Linked DNA regions of Mus musculus: region 1 is linked to region 2. Evidence: chromatin contacts called from public Micro-C data. All regions are on one chromosome and are shown on one strand. The core of a region is the stretch at or near the end of the contact, and the rest is flanking DNA. Distances in the headings are between cores, read along the strand shown. Region 1 holds the start of Pdgfa (platelet derived growth factor, alpha). Region 2 holds the start of Tbx3os1 (T-box 3, opposite strand 1).

What was found. Hi-C and Micro-C count contacts between places; a contact is called where the count stands out from the background.
Region 1: a Micro-C map of embryonic stem cells shows a contact between it and region 2, with 13 times the contacts expected there. The contact joins the promoter of Pdgfa here to the promoter of Tbx3os1 in region 2. A contact is called at or near these places in 1 of 39 promoter capture datasets (embryonic stem cells) and 2 of 484 Hi-C or Micro-C datasets (both in embryonic stem cells).

The regions. Positions count from the first base shown.
Region 1 is chr5:138,991,039-138,996,749 of GRCm38.p6, forward strand. Pdgfa (platelet derived growth factor, alpha) reads right to left here and starts at 3,906. Exons shown (of 6, transcript NM_008808.4): 1 at 3,671-3,906; 2 at 2,250-2,346. The coding sequence starts at 3,733.
Region 2 is chr5:119,667,973-119,674,190 of GRCm38.p6, forward strand. It overlaps Tbx3os1 (T-box 3, opposite strand 1), which reads right to left and starts at 3,536. Exons shown (of 4, transcript NR_166476.1): 1 at 3,279-3,536. Tbx3 (T-box 3) reads left to right here and starts at 3,261. Exons shown (of 8, transcript NM_011535.3): 1 at 3,261-4,432; 2 at 6,054-6,218. The coding sequence starts at 4,044.

The DNA.
Region 1 (5,711 bases), core at 2,656-5,155, about 19 Mb after region 2:
CTCTGGACCCAAAAGCCACACTGGAAAGACCACTTAGAGCTCCTTGACTCTGCCATGGAATGCTCTGGGCTCAGGGACATTCCTGACAGTGCACTGGAATCTTGCCACCTCTGGAGCTGGGCCACACAGCCAAGGAGCTGCAAGGTTGGGAGGAGATGCCTTCAGGGTTTCCCCATCTGGAAAATGGGGATGCTGCCAGCTCACTAGACAAGCCATGTGCCAATCACAAGGCTCCGCCCACTTGGATGAGGAGTTGGCTGGGACACCCCTAAGCCTTTCTCTGCTCCCTGCAACCTAGATATAGAGACAGCAAGATTTCACCTGGAGAGGCCATCCTGAGGGATGTCCCAGTGAGGATGCCTTTCCAGCTGACTCTAAAACTGACTACCACAGCCTTCTGCAGCCTCCTCTGGCAGCCAGAGCCGCAGGGCCCCTCACTTCAAGAAGAGACAGAAGGTGAATGAGAGCCAACCAGCCAAGACTAGTTTCCAGATAGTTTCCACATCAGAGCAGGGGGATAGCCCAGCAAGGAAGACCCCACTTTGGGTTGGTGTCATGATGGGTCCTCCAGCTCTGTCTTCAAGACTAGGAAGCTAGGAGGATAGCAGAAGTCCACAGGCACACTTGGCTTCCAGAAGTTTCCAAGGGAGATTCCCAAATGTCTGATAGGTAGAATGAGGGTGGAGATGTCCTACACACACACACACACACACACACACACACACACACACCATTCTTTCAGAAGCAATTTGAAACCTCCAGGGGCCCTGGACAGCTTTTTCTCTTTGGACCCTCCCAAGGAGGAGGCCTCCAGCCCCCTCATTGGGCACACCGGCTTAACCTTAACAGAAGCTTGGTGCTAAAAGCATTAATGGTGGGGGGTGGGGGAGGCGTGGCTGCAGGGAACAGCATAAGAATGGTCCCCGCTGCAAGTGAATGGCCCATTTCCCCCAACATACAGACAGCAGGAGGCCCAGCCCTAGGCTAAGCAGGGCAGGAAAGCAGTCCGCCTTTGGGGACCAGCAAAAACTCTGGGAGTATTTCCCCAAGTGACCCAAGCCAAGTCCCCCACCCAGGCCTACTCAAAAAGGGATCAGATCAAACCCCCTGACCCAGCTCTTGATATCCAAGTGAAACCCTAGGCCTGCCATTCCTGATAAGGATCAGGCCAAGGATTTCCTGGGTCAAGAAACTACTGAAACGGGGCCGCCTGGTTAAAAAATGCTTTTGGCATGCAACAAAAACAGTTCAGGCCTCTCCACCACCATAATTAGGTACAAATTTCCAAATGGCTAGACCATGTGATTTTACTTAATTCTCTCACCACTCGGCCCTCTCTGAAAAGTTTTCAAGGAGGGGGAAAATCGTCACTTGGAATTCTTCACTTTAGCCCTTTAGTTCCTCCTGACAAACTCACTGGGGCCTTTTTATTTCTTTTTAAGCTGGTAAATTTTATCCCAGTGTGTCAAAAACAAAAACAAAAAAACAGGCTAAGTGTTCATTTTGAAAAGGTTATCACAAAAGACAGGAGGAGACCACGTCCTCCCCGCACAGAGGCTGCCTCTCCCATCCCCATCGCGCCCATTTATTTTAGCCCTTGTCATCCGAGTCTAATACAACCCTACATTTACAAATTGTTTTCTACAGTGGCTTGGCTCTGGCCCGAGGCGGGAAGCCCCCAAAATAGCCCCAAGCGTCCGTGTACTAGGCGCGCCTTTTTACAGGATGGTGTGGAGAAAAAAACATCGGCCTCCTGCGCCCACCTATGGGACCCAGCCCCAGGCGATCAAGGCACCAGGGAGTGGAGTTTACAAAAGGCCCGGACCGACCAGCTCCTCAAGCACTCTGGGGGCCCTGGCCAGGAGAAGACTAGCCACAGCCACGCTCCCTCCGGGCCGGCTCCCGCGCTCCCGGGCCAGAAGCAGCTGTTGACCCGCATACCTGGCAGTTTTCGGCACACTCTAAAACTGAACTTTCAGTGACACACCCGCTGCGTTTCACTTAAAACAACCCCTGGGTGAGCGAAGCAACCCTCCGCTGCCGCTGGGAGAGAAAGTGGCAACTACAAGAGAAACGCCTGACTCATACGCCTGGGCGTTTATGGCCGGCGAGTGGAGTCTGACCTTTCGGTGCGCTCCTGCGCAGCGCCCGGCCCGGCGGAGCGCGCAGGGTACGGTTCCTCGCGCAGCCGGCCCGCCCCGCCGCCCGCGCCCTCCTCTCAGCCAGGGCAGGGCAGGGGCGCGATTTACCTACGGAGTCTATCTCCAAGAGTCGCTGGAGGTCCCGGATGCTGTGGATCTGACTTCGAGCCAGCCGCTCGATCAACTCCCGGGGTATCTCGGCTTCCTGCAAGCAGACCACACCGTCAGGACGCGCCCAAGGGTTCCAGCCCAGCCCCAGGGGCCACACAGCCCGGCCGGACCCTCGTTAGGCCCTAGAGCCAGAGGATCGGCTGGGGCTAGATGGGACCCCCTAAATCCTCCACACTGTTCCTATCTGTCTGACCTTGATAAAAATACCCCAACAATGCCTTGACATGTTCAGACAAAAATCACCCGCGCTCTGGCCTCCCCAGGGTGTCTGGGGGCAGCCAGGGGCCCGAAGAGTTTCTGGTTTAATAGCTAAATCCACATGTAGAAACAGAGAGGGTCGAAATGCGTCACGCATCCACGACTGGAGTCACAGCAGCCTCAACACTTTAATCTAGCCGAAGGGTTCAATTTCACTCCGGGAATCCTGAGCTGAGCCCGCAGGGGAGAGGGTCTTCCCTCTCCCCCCACCCCACCCCCTACAAGCACGCGCGCCGGGTCGCCCCACCCGGCTCAGGCCCAGTCACGGCCCTAGCGCCGACTAGGACGCCCAAATCCATCGGGGCTTAGAGAGGCTGCAGGGAACGCAAGGGGTTAAATATCCACCTCGCGCCTCTCCGGTCCCTGCCCAGACCACCCCCACCGTTCAGCCTCCCCCACTCTCCGTCCCGGTTTTTAAAAGGGAGTCAGGGTCGCTGGAGGACTCAACCACGAAGTTCCCACGACAGGGGCTGTGGAAAGTCATTCATCACGGCAAAGCTCCCGGGGAATGGGGGTGGGGGGGAGGGTGGCGGTGGGAGGGCGCGGGCGCCTGGCCCGGCCCCAGCTGCCTCGTTCAGCCACCTGTAAGCAGGCCTGGGCGGGCGGAGACTGCTCCAGCCCTGCGTCGGACTGGGTTTGGGGACCGAGAACTGGGGACTGCGGCTGGGCGCTGCCCACCCTTCCCAGTCCCAGGCTACGGCCGCACCCTCCTCTACCTGCTTACTGCCCGCCCTAGTCCCCTCCCAGAGCACGGTCAGTTTACACACACCCCCTTTCCCGCTTCCCGCACCCCGTTACTGCATTGTCCGCTGCGTTTGGGCTGCCCCTTCTGGAAAGGCACCCACAGCCCCCCGAAGTTTCTACCCACGGGTTCACCTCGCGGCTCCCCCGTCCCCCTCCAAGGCGGAGCGACGCAACGCGCTGGAAACTCACCAGACACACTTGGGCATGGCAGAAAATAGAACCCAGTTGGGATTAAAAAAAAAATTACACCACCCTGACAAAACCAAAATGCTCTTTGCAGAGCTTGAAACAGGTAGCCGAGAGGGGCGTGCGCCGAGGGAGCCGAGAGGGGACAGAGGCGCGGGGGTGGCACCCACCTCGGCCAGGGCATGGGCGAGGTATCCGCAGCCGAGGAGCAGCAGGCAAGCCCAGGTCCTCATCGCGTCCCGAGGCGCTGGAAGCTCGGCAGGGAGGCGAGGCCGCGGGGCGGGCGCTCCAGCCGGGCTCCTGTGGCGGCGAAATTCAGTACCATCCCTCAGGGAGCGCGGCCCGGAGGAGGGTGGCGCGGAGAGCAGGGAGCCTGCGGAGCGCGCTCGGCGCGAGCAGCGAGTGCAAAGCCAGCGAGGAGGAGGAGGAGGAACAGAGTCGCTCCGGGAGCCTCCTGGGCCGCCGGGTAGGGGGTGGGGACGGAAGGGGCGGAGGGCGGGGGCTGGGCTTCTTCCTTGGTGCGTTCCCCGTGCTGGCCGCCGCCGCGCTCGCTCCCCGTCGCTGGCTTTAGGAGCGACCCGGCCGGTAAATCCGCATATTTGCTGCCGTCAGCCCCGGGAGGGGACCGCGGAGCGTGGCTGCAGCTCCCGCCGCACCACCGATCACCTGTCTGGACTCTCGGCCCGGTACCAGCTACCGCCTCGCCTCTCCCTGAGGGCTCCGGGCAGTCCGGAGAGCCTGTCCCCGGGCCTTCCTCTCGCCGCTGCCGCCCCGGGCCGGGCACGGCGCGGCCCAGCACGGCGCGGCCCGGCGGCCTGCGTGCGCCCCTCCGCGGCGCGCCCTCGGCTACGGCGCGGCGCTCCGCCCTCCGCCCGCCGGGGCCGGGCAGCTCCCGCGGCCGCGCCGCCTGGCAGCAGCCTACCCGCCCGGGGCCTCGCTACGCCGCCCGCGCGGGCCGGAGGGCGGGCGGAGGGCCGAGCTGGCGCCGCTGCCGCCGCAGCAGCAGCCGCGGGAAGACCAGAGGAGGAGGTGGAGAAGAAGGCGCAGGCAGGCCGGGCTCCAGGAGTTGAGCGGGCTCCGCAGGACGCGCGTGTGGAGCCGGCCGGCGACAGGGAGGGGGTTATAGCGCCGCCACCGCGCCCCTCCCCCTCCCCCGCCCCCCGCCTCCCCCGGATTCCGGGCCCGGGACCCGCACCTCGGAAGCGCTCAGGGGTCTCGCGGGCCAGATCGGGCCCGGCCGCCACCGCCACTGCAGTGGCCACACACGCGCTCACGCAGGCAGCTACATCCATCCAAGCTCGGCGCCCGCGGCTCGGAGCCCACAGGCGCCCGGGCTCCCGGAGCGCCCCTCCCTCGAGCTTGCCCACCCTTCAGTGCCAGCTGCAATCCTGCGGCACCGGGCGGGGAGGGGAGGAGGCCGCTGCAGAAGCACGGCCGTCTCTGGCTCGCCTCTCTCTCGGGCCCCAGCGGCAGTAAAGGGCAGCGCCCAGAGCTGCTGCGCCAAAAAGGGCATGAGAGTCGGCTTGGCCCCCGCCCGGCGCTCGGGCCGCTTCCCACTGTAAGGATCCAGTGCTCCAGCCTTCCCCTCTCCATAAAAGGAGGGGGAGTGAGTCTTTGCGGAGAGGCGGGGCGGGTTTAGGGGCGCGTCTAGGGCACTCACCTGACGGCTGCCACGCGCCCGCGCCCCAGAGCCAAAGCCTGGGACACCTGATTGAGGAACTTGCACTCTTGTGTGGAGGTGGAAGCGAGGCTAGGGTCGGGGAGGAGGCTGCCTCCTGCCTCATCGCCACCTTGACACCCTGCACCCTCCAGATCCTTAGCCCCTGGCCGAAGGCCTAGCCGAACCCTGAATGGGGAGCTGGAGGGATAGAAGGAAAGATAGAAAAGAAGCGGCTGGTGAGGAACTCCTGGGTTCTACCTTGGGATCCAAGGCAGCGCAGAGCGCCACCTCCGGCCAAGGCACAGTACAGACGGGTGGCGGGGAAGGCACATGCGGACAGAAGTCTGATCAGGGCTGGACGGTTCTCCCATTGAGAGAGATGGATTCCTGGTGGGATGTGACCCGACGGCAAGGCCAGTCCTGTCAGCTCCTTAACTCGGGTTAGAGGATTGTGGACCTTTCAAATCCCAAAGTTAGCCTCCTAGGGCTCTGGAGACTATGGAGGGCTCCAAGGGTAGGGATGCAACTGGATACAGCCTGTCCAGTTCACT
Region 2 (6,218 bases), core at 2,286-4,785:
TTTCTGCTAGGGACAATGGGTTCCCATCTTTCACCCATTTTCCGATTTTGTTGGAAAGACTGGCTACGTTCAATCAAGGAGTCTAGAAACAGAACCTGTCTACACCGAGGGTCAGCAGCTGGAAGCTCACGAGGCCCGCTAACCTTGTAGATTCTCCAGGAGGCCAGGCCTGCCACAAGCCTAAGCAAGACTCTGGCCAATGTTTAACCCTAATGCAGTGGCCACCAGGCCCCTTTTGTTTGTTCGCAAATTAATCACCCAGCGCAAGGCCGGCGCCAGAGTGGGTTTATCACCCACCAGGAGGGGGGCGCGGCGGGCACGTAACGACGAAGAAGAGTTCGCACCTTCCTGCTTTTGATCCTAGCTTCGCCGTGGCCTCCCTGGCAGAACACGAGCCTCCAGGGGCAGCGTCTGGGAGGTCAGTCATAATTGGCGGAAGTTTGTAGACCATTAGCAACATGTAGACATTTTCGATTCTGAATCCCGCAGCAAACTTTCCTCCACACCCCCGCCCTCCTCCCCCTTTCCCTGGCGCACTGGAGTGAGGGGTAGAAGCTAGAGAAGTGGCAAACTGGGATGAGCCCAGGGTTAAGTTAGAGCTACAGTCAAACATAGGCAACTGAAGGGTGTTTGTGTGTGGGGTGATGTGAGGGGTCAGAAATTGCTCTGGTTCCAACGCTGCGGCCAAAAAAGCAAGGCCAGATTATTTGCATGCAAAGTCATGGAGCTCGTATCGCGTTTGCAGAGCAGACCCCTGAGGCCAGAACTCTTGGTACCGGTTGCCAAGGTCTCTCCGGCTAGCTTGTGGACCTTCAGGGCACCGCGTAGGTGACCAAGGGGTCAAACAGGCTGCAGATGCATACCACTTTCCTGCACTCCACTCGGGAGCGCAGAGATTAACCGGCCAATGTCGGTAAAGCAGATCTGGGTTCTAGGGCGGCTCTGGCGAGAGTGGCTAGGCAAGGAGGGGGAGGGGAAGCCTTCTGCCAGCAGAGAATCCGCGCTGACCCCGGTGGCCCGTGCTGAGAGGGCCCTGGCCTGGCCTCTTGTACTCTCCAGCAATCTGGAACAGGGCCTAGGGAAGGGGTGTTAGCGAGCCACCGCCTTTGGTACCACCTCCTGTTTCCGTTTCTCTCCCTCTTTCTCCCTTCTCCACCGTGAGCACGCGAAAAGTCAGAGAAGGGGAAAGAAAGGGGCGAGATGGCAGGTCACACCAAGTTCAAAGAATGACTCTATTCCCATTGGCCGCACCAGGGAAAGCTCAGGGCTGGCGCCAAACGCTCTTAACCTTGTACATCAAAACACGTAAGACTGGAAAAGCTCGTGGCCTCAAATGTTCTGCCCTACCTGGGAGAAGGAACTGCCTATTCACCCAATAGCTGCTAGTTTGAACCTGCAGTTGGGAAAGGGGTCCTGGGCGAGGAGTTGGGGGAGGCCCCCAGGGGGAAAATCTAGGCGCAAATGGTCCACACGGAAACATTGAAAGCTTAATCTCTAGGCCCGGAAACCCAGCCTCCTTTCTGTTCCCTTTCCAAGCAAAGGTCTTGTCCCAGGAAAACTAAAAATTCTGCTAAGTTGCCCTCCATTTAAACTGGAATGTCCCAGTTCGCCTTTACCCACAAACAAGGACTGCAGGTTTGCGAGGGGAGTCCTACAGGGTCACCCAACCAAAGTCTGATCGATCAGTTGGCCTTCCTCCCCACCCTAGGATGAGCGGAGACCTTAGTCTCCCGACATCTGGGGTAAATGGGGGTGGGAGACGTTTCACGGTTTGTTTTACAAATTCGCCCCCGACGTCTGCCACGATAAGTCCCCAGGATAGAGCAGGAGCGGAGGCACCCAGAGATAAGTGTGATGCCTGAGGAAGATACGAGGCTGGTGCACCTCCCCCCGAGCAGCTCTCCAAGCCCAGAGCGGCAGCTCCCTACCGAGCTGGCCCGGAGGTGAGGGCAAAGGCTCTCAGGAGACAGGCCCGCAGTTCCAGGCGCTCACTTGTTTCAGCTGCTTCGTTCTCTCTACACCCACACCCCCATCCGGGTGGAACACTGGTGTCGTCATCCGAATGGAAGAGGAGCTGGGCTCAAAAGGGTCAGTAAATACATTTTTTAAAAAAAAAAGGAGCGAGCCGAGCGTAGACTGGGCCAGGCGCGCAGGCCTTGAATGCATTTGCGTGGTTTATTTTTCCGCGTGGGGGCTCGGTCTCAGTATGTCGGCGCGCGTTCGGGCCCAGAATCCCAAGGGGCATTTGGGTCTCTGCACGTGGCTGCGGGTGGGGAGCAGGCAGCGGGCAGAAAGATTGGTGGGATCCCCTGCGCTAGTGGCTCGGGAATCCGAAGCACCCGGGCGCAGGAGCTAGAGGATCTGACTCAGAGGTGGCTGGGCGGTTCCATGTGGGGCTCCCTTCAGAGCTACGCGAGCCTGGAGCTTTTGTTAAGGCTTATTGGCCGAAAGAGAGGTTCGGCGGCCAGCTCGGCTAGCCCGGGGCCCGGGAAAGGGAAGAAGCTGCAGATCCGCACAAGAGAAGCGGCCGCGGGCTTGAACTGTAGCGCTCGGAGCGCGCGAGAGGCGAGCGCCCCTGCCCGGCGCCTCGGAAGCCGGGCAAGCTGCCTGGCTCCCGCCCTCGCTCCCTCCCCCTTCCTCCCTGGCCCAGCCTCCTCCCCGGATCCCCCGGCTTGGATGGCTGAGGCCTTTCAGACGTAGGCTGAGCTGAGGAGCCGCGGCGAGCTCTCAGGCTGCTGCGAACTCTCTTCTGGATCAGCCACCTAGAGGCGACTTTGGTGAGCGCGCGGCGCCCTGGTGGCTCCCCGCCCTCCCCTCTGATCATGTTGACATAAACGCAGGACAGGCCGTAGTACCGCGCGGCGCAGCGACGTTCCAGTTTCCGACACCTTCTTTTTATAACTCGGCTCTATTCCCCCAGCACTCGACCTGTGAAAACCACGCCTATGCAGCCACACAATTGGTCCGAAAGCGTCAAAGAGCCAATCAACAAGCCTCGGGCTCCCGCAGCCCACAGCGCTGCCGGACCGTCCAGAGCCGCCGAGCAGACGCCCGGGGAATTCTAGAGGCGGAGGAGGGTGGCGAGGTGCTCGCTCGCTCTCTTTCTCTCTTTCTCTCCCTCCCTCTACTTGCCTACTCCAGCTCCCAATCACTCCGTTCTCTTCCTTCTTTCCTATTTTTTTTTTTTTGCACCCGTCTTCTTGATCCTCCCTCGCCCTGCGTGCCCGGACGCTGATTTTTTTTTAATTTATTATTTTTAGGAAAGCGATTTCGCTCACGTTTTTTTAGCACAAGGAAGACAGCCGGCTCCCCGAGGCAGAAGATCGCAGGCACCATTCGCTCGCCACCCAGACTCTGCGCGCAGCCCGGAGCCAGAGAGGAGGATCGCGAACCGAAGCCAGCTTCGCAGTTCTAGTTTTGAAAGCGCCGCTGGAAAGGGGCTTAAATCGCTTTTTTTTTTTTTTTTTTTTTAAAGGAGAGACTTTTCCTCCCCCCCTTGATCTCGCTGCCTGTGAAAGCCAGAGTCTAGCTCAACTAAGACGCCTCCTGCGAGAAAGCCAGAGAAGAGCTAGGGGGCGGGGGAAGGAGTCGAAAAAAAGGTTAAAAAAAAAAGTCTCCGAGAACCTTGCGCTTTGGCAACAAAGAGCGTGGGAGCCGGGGAGCCACCCCGGGAAAGGGCTGCAGTGTCTATTTCCAGCTAAGCCACAGGGCTTGGGCGCCAGTCGAGCCCCTGCTTGCTGCTTGCCCTACTGAAACCGACTTCCAGGAGCGGCTTTTCCAACACACTCCACGCACCAGGACAGCCCCTGCAGCGGCTATGTCTCCAGATCTGCTGCCGCTTTGTCCTCTTTAAAAGCGGCGTTCTCTTCCCCCCAAAGACACTTTCCCCCTCCCTTTCAAACGCTTTATTTGTAATTTGCCCTCTTTTTTATTTTAAACAAAACTATGCGTCGCTGTTGAATTTTTTAATTATTATTTTTGAAAAGCAACAACAAAAGCGGAGCCAAGCCAGCAGCTGCGGACTGGTTCCCTGTCTGGAGTGGATGAGCCTCTCCATGAGAGATCCGGTTATCCCTGGGACAAGCATGGCCTATCATCCCTTCCTACCTCACCGGGCGCCGGACTTCGCCATGAGCGCGGTACTGGGCCACCAGCCGCCTTTCTTCCCCGCGCTAACGCTGCCTCCCAACGGCGCCGCGGCGCTCTCGCTCCCCGGAGCTCTGGCCAAGCCCATCATGGATCAGTTAGTGGGGGCTGCTGAGACCGGCATCCCTTTCTCATCCCTGGGACCCCAGGCACATCTGAGGCCTCTGAAGACCATGGAACCCGAAGAAGACGTAGAAGATGACCCTAAGGTGCACCTGGAGGCCAAGGAACTTTGGGACCAGTTTCACAAGCGGGGTACAGAGATGGTCATCACGAAGTCAGGAAGGTAAGTAAGTAATCAGTGGGGGACCCCTCCCCCCAAACCATCTGAAAAATTTCACATCTCTTTTGTCTGACTCTTAAAACAGTAGATTCTGGCTGACTGTTGACGTTTGAAACGAAAACTTCCTGTCCCCCCAAATATGCGGAGACTCCAGGGCCCTGCCTTAAGGGTCAGGAAGTTTCAGCCTACCCGGGCCCTCAGTATGGTTCCTAGGGACTCGTATCCGGGGTTCCTTACAAAATACAGGGTGTTTTCCATTGAAGGAGACCGCGCACTCGGCTTCTGCAGCATTCGAGAAAATCACCTTGTTGCAGGAAGCCCGTTTGTGAAGCCATTCTGAAATATTCTTTACGTTTAGTTCTTTCTGTTGGATTTTATTTCCCAGGACAGACCTTAAAGCCCCTCTTAGACAGCAGTGGGAGACCCGGGAGGATTCCGCAGGCCCTTTCTACTCTTCAGCCTTGTCCCTGGGGCTGAAGGGGACCTAAGCCTGATGGTGTGAGACAGAGAAATCAGTGGAAGAGGGGAGGACCTTCGGGTTTCTTTCCCGTTGCCATCTCCGGAGTCTGCAAGCCCAGGGAAACCGTAGCAGGCAATTTTTACAATTAAGGTTATGTGTGTAGACCCAAGGAACCCATGAGACTATGCACCTTGTATTTGAATATTGTTACCACTTTACGTAATGTTTAGTGCCCTTGCCTGACCGAAATAAGTCTATTAAGGACCCCAATGACTAGTGTTTAAAACCACCGATTTAAGAAAAACAAAAACAAAAACAAAACCAGAGGTAGGTAGCATTGAGGTTTATCAAGATACCAGTTGGAAGGGCACGAAAATAAAACCCCACTTTCGGTCTCCTTCCAAGCTACTTGAGGCCAAAGTTTGGCACGGGATCGTTTTCCAAGCCACAAGACATTTAGTCGGGTTTTCATAACCGGGCACTTCCTTTTAAGTCAAAAGTACAGAAAGCCAGCACTTCTGTGAAATTAAACAGCAGTGGCCTACAGAGTAGAGGAATGTGGTTTATAGCTTAAATCACGGATGGGTTACCAGGCCCGGACGCTAGCCTGTCTTAAACCTCGGCTCTGAGAGCTCACTCTAACAGGCACACAGTTCGCCAGCCTCAGTCCATAAGTGAGCATTTATTTCCTCGATAAGTTTTAATGTTTTCTCATCAGCCAGCTGGTGGAAAATCCGCACCTTTATTAACCCTGGGTTCTTAGAACCCTGCTTCCAGTTGTTTCAAACTAAATACATTCAGGAAAGAAGAAGAAGAAAAAAAAAACTTTAAGAATCCATCCCTCTTTATAAGAGGGCAATCTAAACAGCCACATAGACAAACATGTTTGTTTGTTTTTAAGAAATAGTAGATTCTCTTAGAGGAGGTTGCTGTAATTGATTTGATTTGAGGCTTGGGATTAAAAAAAAGGAGATATTGAGCAGTTTTCATGTTAGCGTGGAAGTAAACAATTTCGCTTGCAGTTGCCTTACAGACTCCCTGGTCCCAGCAGAAAGCGTTAAGCTTTTAGACAGTGCCAAGCAACTTGGAAGCCAAGTCTGAGGTTCTGAGCCATTTACGGGGTGGGCCTTATTTATGTATTTGCCTTTTTCTGTGCTTTTGTAGGCGAATGTTCCCTCCGTTTAAAGTGAGGTGCTCTGGACTGGATAAAAAGGCCAAGTATATTTTATTGATGGACATTATAGCTGCTGACGACTGTCGATATAAATTTCACAACTCTCGGTGGATGGTGGCCGGTAAGGCAGACCCCGAAATGCCAAAGAGAATGTA